Regions from separate parts of the Mus musculus genome. Here region 2 is linked to region 1. Evidence: chromatin contacts called from public HiChIP or PLAC-seq data. All regions are on one chromosome and are shown on one strand. Each heading gives the region's core, a stretch centred on a gene start, on an enhancer-like site or on the middle of the called end of the contact. The rest is flanking DNA. Distances are from core to core; before and after follow the strand shown.

The links. HiChIP or PLAC-seq counts read pairs in DNA pulled down with a chosen protein or histone mark.
Region 2: an H3K4me3 HiChIP or PLAC-seq map of the SCID.adh cell line shows a contact between it and region 1, with 15 read pairs. The contact joins the enhancer-like site here to the promoter of Vps28 in region 1. A contact is called at or near these places in 10 of 39 promoter capture datasets (the C10 cell line, the HPC-7 cell line, cranial neural crest and 7 more), 2 of 15 datasets of contacts at CTCF or cohesin (embryonic stem cells and pro-B cells), 11 of 484 Hi-C or Micro-C datasets (the G1E-ER4 cell line, the HL-1 cell line, the N1E-115 cell line and 6 more), 4 of 115 datasets of contacts at active chromatin or transcription factors (the SCID.adh cell line, bone marrow-derived macrophages, embryonic stem cells and 1 more) and 4 of 9 other capture datasets (adipose tissue, embryonic stem cells, liver and 1 more).

The regions. Positions count from the first base shown.
Region 1 is chr15:76,621,979-76,628,723 of GRCm38.p6, forward strand. Vps28 (vacuolar protein sorting 28) reads right to left here and starts at 4,106. Exons shown (of 10, transcript NM_025842.4): 1 at 4,011-4,106; 2 at 3,156-3,227; 3 at 2,614-2,642; 4 at 2,470-2,507; 5 at 2,108-2,197; 6 at 1,411-1,516; 7 at 1,193-1,294; 8 at 677-730; 9 at 493-584; 10 at 108-372. The coding sequence starts at 3,192. The coding sequence ends at 255. It overlaps Tonsl (tonsoku-like, DNA repair protein), which reads right to left. Exons shown (of 26, transcript NM_183091.3): 26 at 4,259-4,504. The coding sequence ends at 4,323.
Region 2 is chr15:76,424,475-76,431,215 of GRCm38.p6, forward strand. It overlaps Mroh1 (maestro heat-like repeat family member 1), which reads left to right. Exons shown (of 44, transcript NM_175457.4): 15 at 2,635-2,742; 16 at 3,038-3,182; 17 at 3,428-3,468; 18 at 3,770-3,911; 19 at 4,175-4,227; 20 at 4,679-4,786; 21 at 5,314-5,433; 22 at 5,703-5,825. Among named protein-coding and RNA genes, the nearest start is that of Mir6954, 5.4 kb to the right of the region's middle. Within about 2 kb of position 4,292, at least 5 of the 459 cell types and tissues checked have an H3K27ac peak or open chromatin away from gene starts, as enhancers often do. A contact at or near this core is called in the SCID.adh cell line, where this site is marked.

The sequences.
Region 1 (6,745 bases), core at 2,856-5,355:
GACAGGGCACTGACTCAAGGTCAGAAATATATATATATATATATGTATATATATATATATATAGAGAGAGAGAGAGAGAGAGAGAGAGAGATCACACAGGGCGGGGGCTCAGTATAGCTGCCCACAGCAGGAAGGTTAGACAAATATTTATTGTGGGTGATATCCTGACAATATAGGCATCTAGGACGGATGTAGACACACTGGGGGGCTGAGTCGTCACATCTCTACCACTCTCATTCCTGTCTCGGTGAGGCTTAGGCGTGTAGGAAGCGGTTAAAGGCGTTGTAAGCGGACTCCAGATCGAAGAGCATCTGGCGAACTTGAGAGTCATCCAGCTCGTCAGAGGCCGACATACCACTCAGGGTCTGCAGCCTAGGGGCACAGGCACAAGTGTGTCTGAGCAGAGGGGCTGTGACATCACCACGAGGCTTCCTGCGGGAGACCCACTCACCACCACGAGGCTCCCTGCGCCTGCGCGGGAGAGCAACTCACCACTGGCTGACTGTCTGGCGGCCCTCGAAGTCTGGAGGCAGGTGGCTCATTCTGTGCATTGTCTCCATCAGCTCCCGCAGGTCTGGCTGAATCTACAGACACAAGCGCTACCCTCGTGAGACCCTCTGTACCTTGCTCTGTTCCCCTCCATCCAGGCCCGGGGCTCCCTGCCCAACTTCTGCACCTCGTCCATGGCACGGATCTCCAGACGCAGCTTGTCCATGACTGTAATGAAGAGCTGTGGGGAGCATGTACATTAGGCATCTCTTACTCAGTGGGGATAGCTTGTAGGCCAATTATAGGGACCAGGCCCCCACCCATGTTCCTCCCGACACCCCACACTGGGGCTCCTTCCTGCTTGGGGGCTACACTTAAGACCTGTCTGCTAACTGTCTGGGCCTACGGACATTTGGGATCACAACTCTGAGAGGAATTCTGGGAATCTGGGAAGTACTCCTACACAACCCCCTCAAGCCAGGGTCCTGCCCGAGTAGGTCCTGGTCCCTTTCACAAGAAGGAACTCAGTCAGGTGGGCCTTAGGCTCCTTGGCTGCTTCTCATCCTCCTCACAGCTGAGGTGAGCCCTCCCAGAGTACTGCTTAGGACCAGAAACCCCAAGAATACACATTTATGACTGACCTAGGCCAGTAGTCCCTTCCCTCTAATCCCCACAGGACCCTCCCAGGAGCTGTGGGACACACCGAAACAACATCTGCAATGCAGCGGTTGAGATTGCCCTTGTCGTCTTTGATAGTGATGGGCCGGTCCTCTTTGATCCTCTCCATAGCAAGTGGGCAGTCCAGCTGAGGAGAACAGACATGGGTACTGGGCACCACAGGGCCTCTAGGGGACCAGGCTCTCAGACCATATCCCACCACACCCTCTCCTGCACGATGGAAGGGAGGACCTGCTAACTCACTCTGAACTTTCGGCAAAATTCATCAATGGAGCTGATCTCTGAGCCTTGGACCTGTCGGAAGGCAGCTTTGTACTGGACCAGGAGCCTGGAGCAGGCTGCAGTGTACCTAGAGAGGGGACCGGTTGCTTCTGGAGGCTGAGGACAGTCTAGCTTGCCTCATTGTGCTCTCCCTCAACAATTGTAGATATAGCAGCTTTCATGGTAGGCTAGGAGGGCCAAGGGCTTCCTGTTGGGTCTATGTATGAAGGGAGCTCTGCACAAGAGCAGGGAAATATGACAGAAACAGAACTACAACAGGGGATCCGTGTGGGTCGATCTGGAACTCAGCACAAGAGCGGACGTCTATTCCATTTGCCAGGTGTCAGACCTCCATTACCACCTGGCAACTCCTGGTCTAGTCAAACAGGCTTGTCATCTGTGGATAAAGCATCAGCATCCATGCTGGCTACCTAGACCTGACAGTGATACCTTAGACTGTGCTGCCCAAGGCTCCAGTTTGCCTTCTGAAGTCAGAACCATACCCACCCTTACAGAAGGTCCCTGGCTGATCCTGCCCGGAAACTAGCAGCAACAATGAACACCCTCATAGCTTGGGCTCTGTGTATGCTGCCTACTGAATCCACAAGCTTCATGAAAGGGAGACACATGCTTCTGAGGATTGGTGGCCATCAATGTCTGACGCCACAGGCTTGCTCACTCATTGGGGGTGACACAGTCCTTGATGTACGCCTTCTCCAGGGCCTGCATCGTCTTCACCACGGCAAAGAGCTCTGCCATGTTGTCATACCTAAGACAAAGCCATCCATCAGGCCGCTGTCCAGAGGCAGGGCAGCCAACTGCTGCTCTGCACCTATGGCAGAGTTCAGCCCACCTCCCACTCCATCCCTGGTACATATTCCTCAGGGACCATCTTCCTAGCGCGACGCCATGTTCTCCCCAACCATTGGTGTGGTGGTGGGTTTGGTAGACTGCTGGGCCAGCCATGGAGGCTGGATGGGTGCAAGTGTGCATGTGTGCGTATGTGTGCATGTGCATGTGTGCGTGGCAGCTTAGACTTACTTCTCCCGCTCCCGAGCATTCTTGTAGAGCTTTACTTCCTGTTGGAAAAGCAGGCAAGAGTCAGTCAGCATCTCCAGGCGTGGTTATAGAACCAGTGACAGCCACATGGTGTTTGCAGTGGCCAGGTGAGGATCTGCTACCTACCTCATACAGCTCCGGCTTGTTCCCAGGGGCTGCAACAGAGCAAGGAGGAGCTGACAAGGGTGACCCCAGGACAGGCCCACTTCAGTTACGTCCCAAGAAGGTGTCTCCCATGCCATGTATCACAGAGCTCAAAGGGAAGCACAGAATAGGGGCTCCAGCCTCACCTCCTACCAATATGGCCTCTAAGAGGCTACATACAGATTGCTAGGTTTAGCTCTCTTCCCCCGCCAACATGACTGTAGTTTGTACACAGAACCACAACTTGGTACAAATAAAAGCCTGTCAGATGCTTCACACATGCAGTTGGAGACCCAGAGTTGCTCAGGATGCCAGAGGTTCTGACCACATTGGAGTATATTCTCGCTCCCCAGCAGGGTATTGCAGGGGCCCTCAGATTCCCACCAGAAATAATTCTGGCCCTAGTCATTACCCAGGGCCTAATGACTACGGGATGGACGTAGCAGTGTGGTCCTTTCCCAACAGCCCCTGCAACAGGGAAAGCCTTGGCTCCTCCCCTTCCTCCCAGTTTAGCCTACACTCACCTCCAACACCAGGAGTAGCTGGGATCCCGTGGAACATCCTGCAGGCCCAGGCAGCTATACAGCACAAGAGACCTGGAAAGCAGAGCCAACACTAACTCAAGGGTCCCCTTACACCTTAAGAACTGGGCTCTGGAGATCAGAGCGTTGTGAACAGCTTTCCTGCTCTCTACAGGAACGGCACAGGATGCTAAAGGACTGTCATGGGGGAATGTCATGTCAGGCTTTGAGGATGAACATCGAGTGCCATGGGAGTCCTGCCTGTTAGCTGGGTTAGGGTAGGGAAGAGTAGCTGTTAGAACTGGGGCAGCATCTTGGGCACAGGGGAAGGGCATTGTTGCAACATCTTTCAGTGGAAATGAACTGAGACTAGGTGTCCGGGGCTTTCTGTGTGTGAGGGAAAGTGTGGAGGTAGGTTTTACCCTAATCTGTGGGAGATACTGGAGAAATGAATAAGGGCAAGCTTATTGGTTGATGCGGCAAAGTGGCGGAGGCAAGGCCCAGGATAGGTCCTGTCTAATAAGGAAGCCAGCCCAGACACGCCTCAGGATTTGAAATGGGGTGAAAACAAATGTTCAAGGAAGATGGTCAAACTGAGATGGAGTGGCTTGAGGAGCAGCGAGAGCTACCGAGGTCGCAGGAGCTAGGAATAGCCGGCGGAGTCGCAGAAGAAAGGTGGGTACCCTCACAGACAGGGGAACCTGAACTGTGGACCAGCAATGCCACTTGACAGCGCCCATCACCTACTGAGACACTGGCCGCGCGGCAAGGGCCGCTGAGCCCCAGAGGAGACGGGACCGGGACACCTAGACCAAAGGGTTCCTATGAAGAGGGGACCCGGCCACCGCCGCTGTGTACCTGGGGCGTTTGGAGTCCCGGAGATGGCGACAGAAGCTCGGTGCTCGCTTTTTCCGCCTGCGCCTGCCGGGAAACCCGATCGGCAGCTCGGCACTCATCCTCTAACCTTGAGCCTACGCACATAGCAAGCCAAATCCATTGATCGGCACTCGGCTTTTTTTGCCTGAGCTTGCGCTCTGGAGTAGCTCCGCCTGTCAAGGCTTTTACAGCTCACATCGCCCACCCTTTTCGCAGAGAGCTGACACAAATGAGATAGCAGCATAGTTTATTAAGGTTTTTCTTTTTCTTCTGGAGGAAACGGCAGGACTAGGATCAGAGGCATTTAAAGAAGAGCTTGGAACTTTGGTCCATTGTGCACGCACCCTCTGGCAGTCTCTGACACACCGAGTCTCGGTCTTTGGTGCTCAGGTCTTTGGTGCACAGTTGCAACTCCTGCAACTGCACGAAGATCTTGTCCCAGAGGTCAGAGTTCAGCGGCCCTTGAATAGAGCAGCCTGTGGGGGTGAGGAGGAGGTAGGTTTAACTTACACACCCACAGGAGGCATAGTGCTTATGTTGTACCTCGGAGCCTACATTTTGGCTTGTCCCATCATAAAAAGGACTCAATATATCTGTATACTGTGGGCCCTCGGATCTCTGGAGGCTAGTGAATGCCAGGCCTTGATCAAGTCAGAGATCCCAGTAGGCTCAAGGTTGTCAGGGAACTGGATGAAGCGCACAGCTGCCAGAAATACCATTGTGTTGGGAAGAGGGGGTGAGATACAGGAAAAACCCAGGGACTCCCCTGTGCTCAGTTTTTATCCTCCAGGGGGAAAGGCTGCCACCCTCAAATCTCAGCTGGGCAAGGCAGTGGCAGGCCAGGCCATCAGGCACACTTATAAGGTGGAGAGTGCGTTGGTGTAACGGGACAAGCTAGCTTATTAGTAGATAAGGCAAGGAAGGAGGGAGGGGGGCAGGTTGAGAGAGCAAGCACCCCTTAAGCGGAACTTGGATCACTGACTGGTGGACAGGAATGAGGAAATAAGGTTTTCTGCAAGTAACAATGATTTGCTACCCTCCTGACCCAGAAAACCCCGCAAAAACAAAAGGTCCAAATCATGCCTGCCCTGGTGGCATCCGCCTTTAATCTCAGTCCTCTCCAGGTAGAGAGGAAACTTTACAGAGCTCCAGAACAGCCAGGACTACACAGAGACACCCTGTCTCAAAAAACAACAAACAATTTGCCACTCCAAAAGGAGGTTCAAATCTTCATGATCATTTTAAGAATACCCGAGGAGCTGCCTAGGCTGTGAGGGGGTGTGCATGTGTATCTGAAAAATGTCACTTTAAAGAAGCAATGTGCATTGTTTCAGAGGTCTGTCTATAAAGGTGGAGTTGGAAAATGTTTGCCAGGCCAGTCAGTCAGTGGCCCCCAAAGAAGTTTTGATATATGTTCTCTTACAAAGTTTGGATATATGTTCTCTCTGGTCACTGTTGAGTTTTTATGGTGAACTAACCCATGGGTTCCCCCTGTAAGTAAGTAAGATGATTCTCACTGAGAAGGAATAAACTGTTCCTAGCCAAAAGAGAAGGCTGCACAGAAGAAAGGATATCCCACAACCAAAAGCTAAAGGAACAGCTGGGCAGTGGTGCACACCCTTAGCCCCAGCACTCAGGAGGTAGAGGCGGGCAGATCTCTGTGAGTTCAAGGACATTTTGATCTACACAATGAGTTCCAGGACAGCCAGGCATATACAGAAAAACCCTGCTTGAAAACAAAACAAGCTGGGCAGTGGTGGCACACGCCTTTAGTCCCAGCATTTGGGAGGCAGAGGCAGGCAGATTTCTGAGTCTAAGGCCAGCCTGGTCTACAAAGTGAGTTCCAGGACAGCCAGGGCTATACAGAGAAACCCTGTCTTGAAAAACAAAAAACCCAACCAAAATAACAAAACAAAACAAACAAAAACAAATTATTTTGGGACTGGAGAGATGGCTCAGTGGTTAAGAGCACTGACTACTCTTCCAGAGGTCCTGAGTTCAATTCCCAGCAACCACATGGTGGCTCACAATTATCTGTAATGAAATCTGATGCCTTCACACTTGTCTGGTGTGTCTGAGGACAGCTACAGTGTACTCATTTGGCGGTGCACACCTTTAATCCCAGCACCCTGGAGGCAGTGAGTCTCGAGTTTGATGCCATCTTGGTTCCAGGACAGCTAGGGCTACATAGAGAAACCCTGTCTCGAAAATATAAATAAATAAATAAATAAATAAATAAATAAATTCAAATTGCTTTGTGTGTACTGGTGTTTCATTTCATTTGCATGTCTATCTGTGTACTGTGTGAAGCCAGGCTGCCTGCAGATCTGCCTTCAGATCCCTTGGAACTGAAGTTCCAAAGGTTGTGAGCTGCTATGTTTGATGCTGAGATTTGAAATGAGGGTCTCTGGAAGAGCACCCCTAAGTGTTGACCATTCCTCCAGCCCCTCCTTTGGTTTATTATTATTATTATCACTATTATTATTATTACTAGTACTATTATTTTCTTTACTATGCAGCTTAGGCCATGCTTGAGGTAATCTGCCTTAGTGCTTCCTGCCGTACTCTGAGCCACCAGTCAGTCTTGCTCCTTGCCCTGGTTACACCACAAACTGCCTTTCATCACAACAGCCTTGTGGAATCTCGCCGATGGCAGTGACTGCCCCTTCTGCTGGCAGGACCCTGGAAAGTAAGCCCTGTGTTAGGTGAGACACAGG
Region 2 (6,741 bases), core at 3,042-5,541, 200 kb before region 1:
AGAAAACAGAGTGGACAAGCCCACTCAAAGCCTGCCCCAGTGGCATCCTTCCTCCAGCAAGGCTCCACCTCCCAAGATGCCACAGCCTCCCCCAATCAGCACTACTAACTGGGGACCAAGTGTTCAAATATCCGAGCCTACAGGCAACAATTCTCTCTCAAACCACCACGAGTTGTCTTCTTCTAGTGCTTCTGCCACTATGTACAGTGCCCAAACAGGACTCTGTGTCTATCCTTTAAAGTATAATTTAAAAAATTTAGATTTCTTTTTTATGTGTATGAATACTTGCCTGCATGTATGTATGCACATCACGTGTATGCTTAGTGCCTATAGAGACCAGAAAGGGGCAGTGGATTCCCTGGAATTGGAGCTATGAATGGTTGTGAGCCACCATGTGGGGGCTGGGAATCAAACCAGGTCCTCTGTAAGAGCAGTTTTGCTGGCCCATCTCTTTTTTTTTTGTTTGTTTGTTTGTTTGTTTTTGTTTTTCCCGAGACAGGGTTTCTCTGTGTAGCCCTGGCTGTCCTGGAACTCACTTTGTAGACCAGGCTGGCCTCAAACTCAGAAATCTGCCTGCCTCTGCCTCCCAAGTACTGGGATTAAAGGCGTGTGCCACCACTACCTGGCTACTGGCCCATCTCTTGAGCCTCACATTGTTTTAGTCTTTGAGAATTTTTTATAATGTATGCTTATAATGTATAATGTATGTATTCACCCCCTACCCTCCTAACTCCTCCCTGATCCACCTTCTCTTCCTTATAAAATTACATTTACGTGTGTGTGTGTGTGTGTGTGTGTGTGTGTGCTCACATATGTCACAGCACATGTATGAAGCCCAGAGGACAGCATACAGGAGTTGATTGTTCCCATCATGTGGGTCTCTGGGATAGACTCGGTATCAGGCTTGGTGGTCAATGCATTTACCCACTGAGCCATCTCGCAGCCCCATCATGCATTTGTCTTAAAGGTCATGGCATTGACTAGAGGTCATGGGTAACAGCCCACCTTTGGAGGAAGCCTGGCCACAGGTCAATTCCTTTAAAAAAAAAAAGGATTGAGAGACAGACAGACAGACTTAGAGTTGGTGCACATGGAGCAGTAATTGCAGGAGGTTGTGAATTGCTCAGCATCGGTTGTGGGAACCAAACTCAGGTCTTCTGCAAGAGCGGCAGACATTTTGTTTTTGTTTTTGTTTTTTTCAAGACAGGGTTTCTCTGTATAGCCCTGGCTGTCCTGGAACTCACTTTGTAGACCAGGCTGTCCTCGAACTCAGAAATCCGCCTGCCTCTGCCTCCCGAGTGCTGGAGAGCAGCAGACATTTTTAACCACTGAGCCATCTCTCTAGCCACTAATGTTCTTGACATTTTATTTATTTGTATGTGTGTAGGTACAGATGCTGGTGTACTTGTGGAAGTACTGTGGGAGGTGTTTTCATCTCCCACCAATGGGTCCCAAAGTGCTCTCACATGTGAGCGATTGCCAGCCTGGTGCCTGCTTTGCCCTCTGCGTCTTCACAGTAGTAGCTTGTAGGTTATTAGACAAGAACTGAAGAAGGCCATGTCCTCTGTTTCAGTCTTTGTTCCCAATAAGTTGCTATCAGAAGTTGAATAGACTCCCCTAGTAGGTACTATAAATTAGTTGTTGTTGTTGTTGTTAATACATATATATTTGGGAGGCTGTCCTCTTCTGAAGAGAAATGGAGGAGGGGTGGGTAGAGAGTAGGGTGGGGCCTAGGAGGGGAGGAGGGAGGAGACACTGCATTCAGAATGGAATATATGAGAGAAATTTTTAAAAAGATGTATTTATTTATTTTATGTACATGAGTACACTGTAGCTGTCTTCAGACACACCAGAAGAGGGCAGTGGAGCCCATTACAGATGGTTGTGAGCCACCATGTGGTTGCTGGGAATTGAGCTCAGAACTTCTAGAAGAGCAGTCAGTGCTCTTAACCACAGAGCCATCTCTCCAGCCTGAGAGAAGAATCTTTTAAAAGTCGATATCCCACCCCCAAATTAAAAATATTTACTTACTTTGTGCATAAGTATGTGTGGATGTGGATACCTTTTGGAGGTCCGAGGACGGTTTGTTAGTTCTCCCCTTCCACCATGTAAATTCTGGGGATCCAACTCAGATTAGTAGGCTTGACAGCAAGTACTGTGACTTGCTGAGCCAAGGAACCTTGGAGTCAGTAGCTTATAGGAGACAGAAACAGCGGCAGGGATGGACGGAGGGAGGGAGGGAAGGAGAGATGGAGGGAGAGGGAGAGAGAGATTGTGTGTGTGTGTGCGCGCGCATAGGCATACACATGCCATAGATCACATATACAGCTTAGAGGACAACTTTAGGTCTCTCCTTGGCCCACTGGATCCTGAAATCAAACTCAGCTTGTCAGTCTCACACAGAAAGCACTTACTGAGCCATCCCACCAGCTTTTCTTGAGTGACTTTGGTGTGCTTGCCTGTGGGAGCTGACAGACATCCTCTCGGGGCAGGGTTGGTGAGTCTGCTGCGTTTCCTTTTCTGCCAGCCTTTCCCCTTCTTGTGCTAACCTGGATGGACCTCGTGGTCCATCTCATGCTAACCTTGGTGTGTGGACAGTCATCCACACGTGCTCTCGTTTGCCTCTTCCTCCAGCCTGAGAAGCCTGGCCCTGATGGGGAGGACCTGGCGGCAGATAGCGTGCGGGCTGTCAGTATCCGCACCCTCTACCTGGTCAGCACCACAGTGGATAGGATGAACAGTGTGAGTGTGCATGTCTCTGACCCGAGGCTGGCTGCCTGAGCTTTCCCAGTCCTAGATTTCCTGCCCTCCCCATCCCTGGCCTGGAGCGGAGAGTGTGGCCTCCAGGGGACAGTGGCCGGACAGTGCTCAGAGGATCTCTCAGCAATGGCCGGACACACTGTCTGTCTTAGCATCGGCCCCTCTCAAGCTACCCGGCTCCTGTATAGCAGTGGAGATCCAGTTCTGACATCTCTACTGCCCCGGAGGCCGTGCCCACCTGCTTGCAGTCCACAGACCGTGGCCCTCTGTCCTTCAGGTTCTCTGGCCCTACCTCCTCGAGTTCCTCACCCCGGTGCGCTTCACTGCGGCCCTCACCCCGCTCTGCAGGAGCCTTGTGCACTTAGCCCTGAAGAGGCAGGAGGCTGGGGCAGATGATTTCCTCATCCAGTACAACGCGAATGGTGTGGAGGCCCAACCACCGTGCCCCTGGCTGACCCCACCGACGCCATGATGCCCTTACACCTCGTCCTCTCTCAGCTCTCTGCCTTGCCCTTGCCCTGCCCCTGCTGCTGACACCCCCCTACCCCACCCCACCCCACCCCCAGCTGCTTTCGCATGCTGTCCCACCCCAGCTGCCTGCTTGTGCCTATGGTCCCATCTTTTATCCTATCCCTGCCTTGTAACTGTTTCCATGTTTCTTGTCCAGCAAACCTCCCGTCTCCCTTCGCTATGACCACACGACTGCTGGTAAGCAACGGGTCTGTTACTGTGTCTCAGCACACGGGCTGACACTGTCCTTCATGGGACATTCTCGTAGGTGTCAGCGTGACCGAGCTTACTCTGATAGAAGAGTGGCCTCTCGGCCCCAGAGTCCCTGTCAGCTCTGTGGCAAGCCTGACCCTTGCCACCGTCTCATTGGCATTCCTTGCCCCCGTGTTTGCTGGTTTTCCCTTCACCCCTGGGAAGCTGGTCCCCAGGTTGGGCACTGTGGCCAGGAGATGGCAGGCGGCTCCATGCTTAGGCGACCCCCTTCCTTCCTCTCCTTCAGGTTGTGTCTTCTAATCCCTACCTGGGAGATGGGCGTGGAGCGGCCTCCCTGCGCCTCCTGAAGGTTATGCATCAGAATATCCACCCTTTCCTGGGCCAGCGGTGGGAGACAACCATGCCCATGCTGCTGGAGTACCTGGATGGTGAGGCCTGTGAGGCTCAGGAGCCCCTTAGCCACCCCTGACCCCACTAGCACCCAGTATGCCGTTCGGGTTGAAAGAAACGATCCAAGCTGTAATCTAAGAAAGGGCCTGGATGGCTCACAAGGGAAGGGGGTGTGACTGTGGCCTGACTGGTTTCTGCGTTCCTTCTGGGAATTCCCAGAGACAAGGAGGGCCCACCTAGTGCATGTTGGAATGAGCCTGCCTGGCAGGACCCCAGCCAGTGGGCTTATTGGTCATTTCAGAGCACACCGAGGAAAGCCTGTCACTGAAGGAGTGGGAAGAAAAGCTTCTAATGGTGAGAGATGGAGCAGAAGGCCAAGGGCCTGTCTGTGCCTTTTTGGGACATTCTGGGCCTGGGCACAGAGGGCCAGGGCAGCAAATGTTGGACCAGTGTATTGTGCCTTCCAAGGGGCTTGTTGTTATCCAACTTCATCTGGTGGTGTGACTAGGGGATGGGCTCAGTGGTGGGGGGAGTTTGGGGTAAGGATGGTGGCTGGTCTCAGATGTCCCTGGCAGGATATTGTACCTTCTGTCACTCAGCACCAAATGGGAGGGACTTTTGCTCATCCTGGGCACAGAAAGGGCTTTTCCCTCCTTCCCCGTCCCCAGCCGAGTTCAGAGCCACTTGTGCTTCAGCCTGCCTCATAGCTACCCACCTTCAAAGGCCACTTACCAACAGGAGTCACCATAAGGTTATCACGTGTCAAGGCCCTGCCTCAGGCCTCACCAATGCTCTCCCCCCTCAGTTCCTGCGAGACACCCTGGCCGTAGTATCTGACAACATCTGGATCTGCCAGCTGAGCCAAGAGATGTGCAAGCAACTGCCCTCTTACAGTGGGACTCCTCAGGAGAAGGTGCCTGAGACAAGCTAGCTGGGGATGGGGATCTCTGCACAGTCCCCAGCTCCCATGCTTTGTGTCTTTGATCTCGCCTGTCTGTGTCTTTGTCTCCTGACTCTGGCAACCCTGGCCAAGCCACTTAAAAAGCAAGCAGGGTCAGGAGGCTCCTCGCTGCAGTTAACAGCTGGGGGATGGGGGACAGCTGCCTGCTCACTGTTCCTCAGACACAGCCTGGGTCTCACCTCCTCATGCAGGACCCTTCCTATGTCCTGCTTGAAATACAGCTTCCTCTCCAAGGGGCCGGGTGTAGTGGTGCCCACGTTTAACCCCAAATACTTGAGAGGTAGGCGGATCTATGAGATCAAGTCCAACCTGGTCTACACAGCTAGTTCCAGGACAGCTGGGGCCACATACAGAAACCATATATCAAAAAAACCAAAAAGGAGGAAAGGATACAGCTATCCATTAGCAGTACCCACCACAGTGCAAGTGTCTGTCTGCTCAGGAGTCAGGTTCATCTGTGTTCTCTCCCTGTGTTCCAGAACTTCCTGTATAAGTGCATTGGAACCACGCTGGGTGCTGCTTCAAGTAAGGAGGTGGTGAGGAAACACCTCCGAGAGCTGCTGGAGACAGCCAGATATCAAGAGGAGGCAGAGCAGGAGGTAGGTAGTCCCCAGTGCCCGGGGCTGTGAGGCCGTGTTCATCTGCCGCTCTGAGCTAGCCACGTGTGCTGTGAGCACATAGGTACATGCATGCTTGCACGTGAGGCACACTGCTTGCTTCCTCACGGATGTCCGCGTGTATTTGTGTGCCTTCAGGTTTATGTGTGTGTGGAACTTTGTGTACGTGTGGATATACACTCCTCCCCACACAGCGTGTGGGCAGGTGGGCCACTGTGCCCAAGTGTGAGCACACCCGTGCACCTCCCCAGGGCCTGGCCTGTTGCTTTGGGATCTGTGCCATTACCCACCTTGAGGACACTCTAGCACAGCTGGAGGACTTTGTGAGGTCAGACGTGTTTAGGAAGTCCACCGGCATCTTTAGCATTTTTAAGGTAAGACGGTCATTACCCAGAACAGTGTCCTTGTGAGTAGATACCTGTCTGTGGCTGCCCCACTTTTCATGGCTGTGGTAGGGTGGGTTCCTGCCCTCTGCTCTCTCTCAAGATGAAGGCTAGGGCTGGGTTCCCTCAGGCTTTGTATCCTCCATTCCTCCTCTGGGCCTGAGCTCTCCTCCCACTGAGGGCCTCCCAGAAGCCCTAGCTGATTGGAGTGCTGTTCCTCTAGCTGTGGGTAATGAGAGTTCTCAGTGGCAAGGTTCTGTGGTGATCAGCTTTCTGTTGCTATGACGAAATACTTGAGGAAATCAACTTTAAGGAGGAAGAAGTAGTCTGTCTCCTAGTTTCAGAGGTTGTGCAGGCCGGGCATGGTGGAGGGGCCGGTGAAGAGAGCTTCTCCCTTCACAGGAGCCAAGAGCACACTTACCTACCTCTAGACCCGTGCTGCTTTGAATCCTTCAAAGAGTTCGTTTCTGTGGCTCTCTGCCTTCCTCGTGCTGCGATCCTTTAATGCAGTTCCTCATGTTGTGCTGACCCCTAACCATAAAGTAATTTTCATTGCTATTTCATAACTGTAATTCTGCCACTGTTATGAGTCGTAATGGGTTAGTGCGTTGATGAACTAGTCACTTCCCAAGGGTTTCTGTCTTTGAACACTGCTGCTCTGGGGACATGTGAACTTTAGGGACATTTTCAAATGTTTCTCTAACCCCTGCAGCACTGGGGACCCTTGAGCTCTAGGGACATTGCCTATCAGAACCACACAGCTGGGGAACTCAGAGCTGTCCCCTTCTCTAAGGCCAGGCTGTCTGTCCTTTGCCCTGAGTGCTTGGGTTTTCAGAATCTCCCACCATGCCTGACCCTGACCATTTTGCTCTGTGTCTAGTGATTGCTCTGCTCATGGAACCCGAGG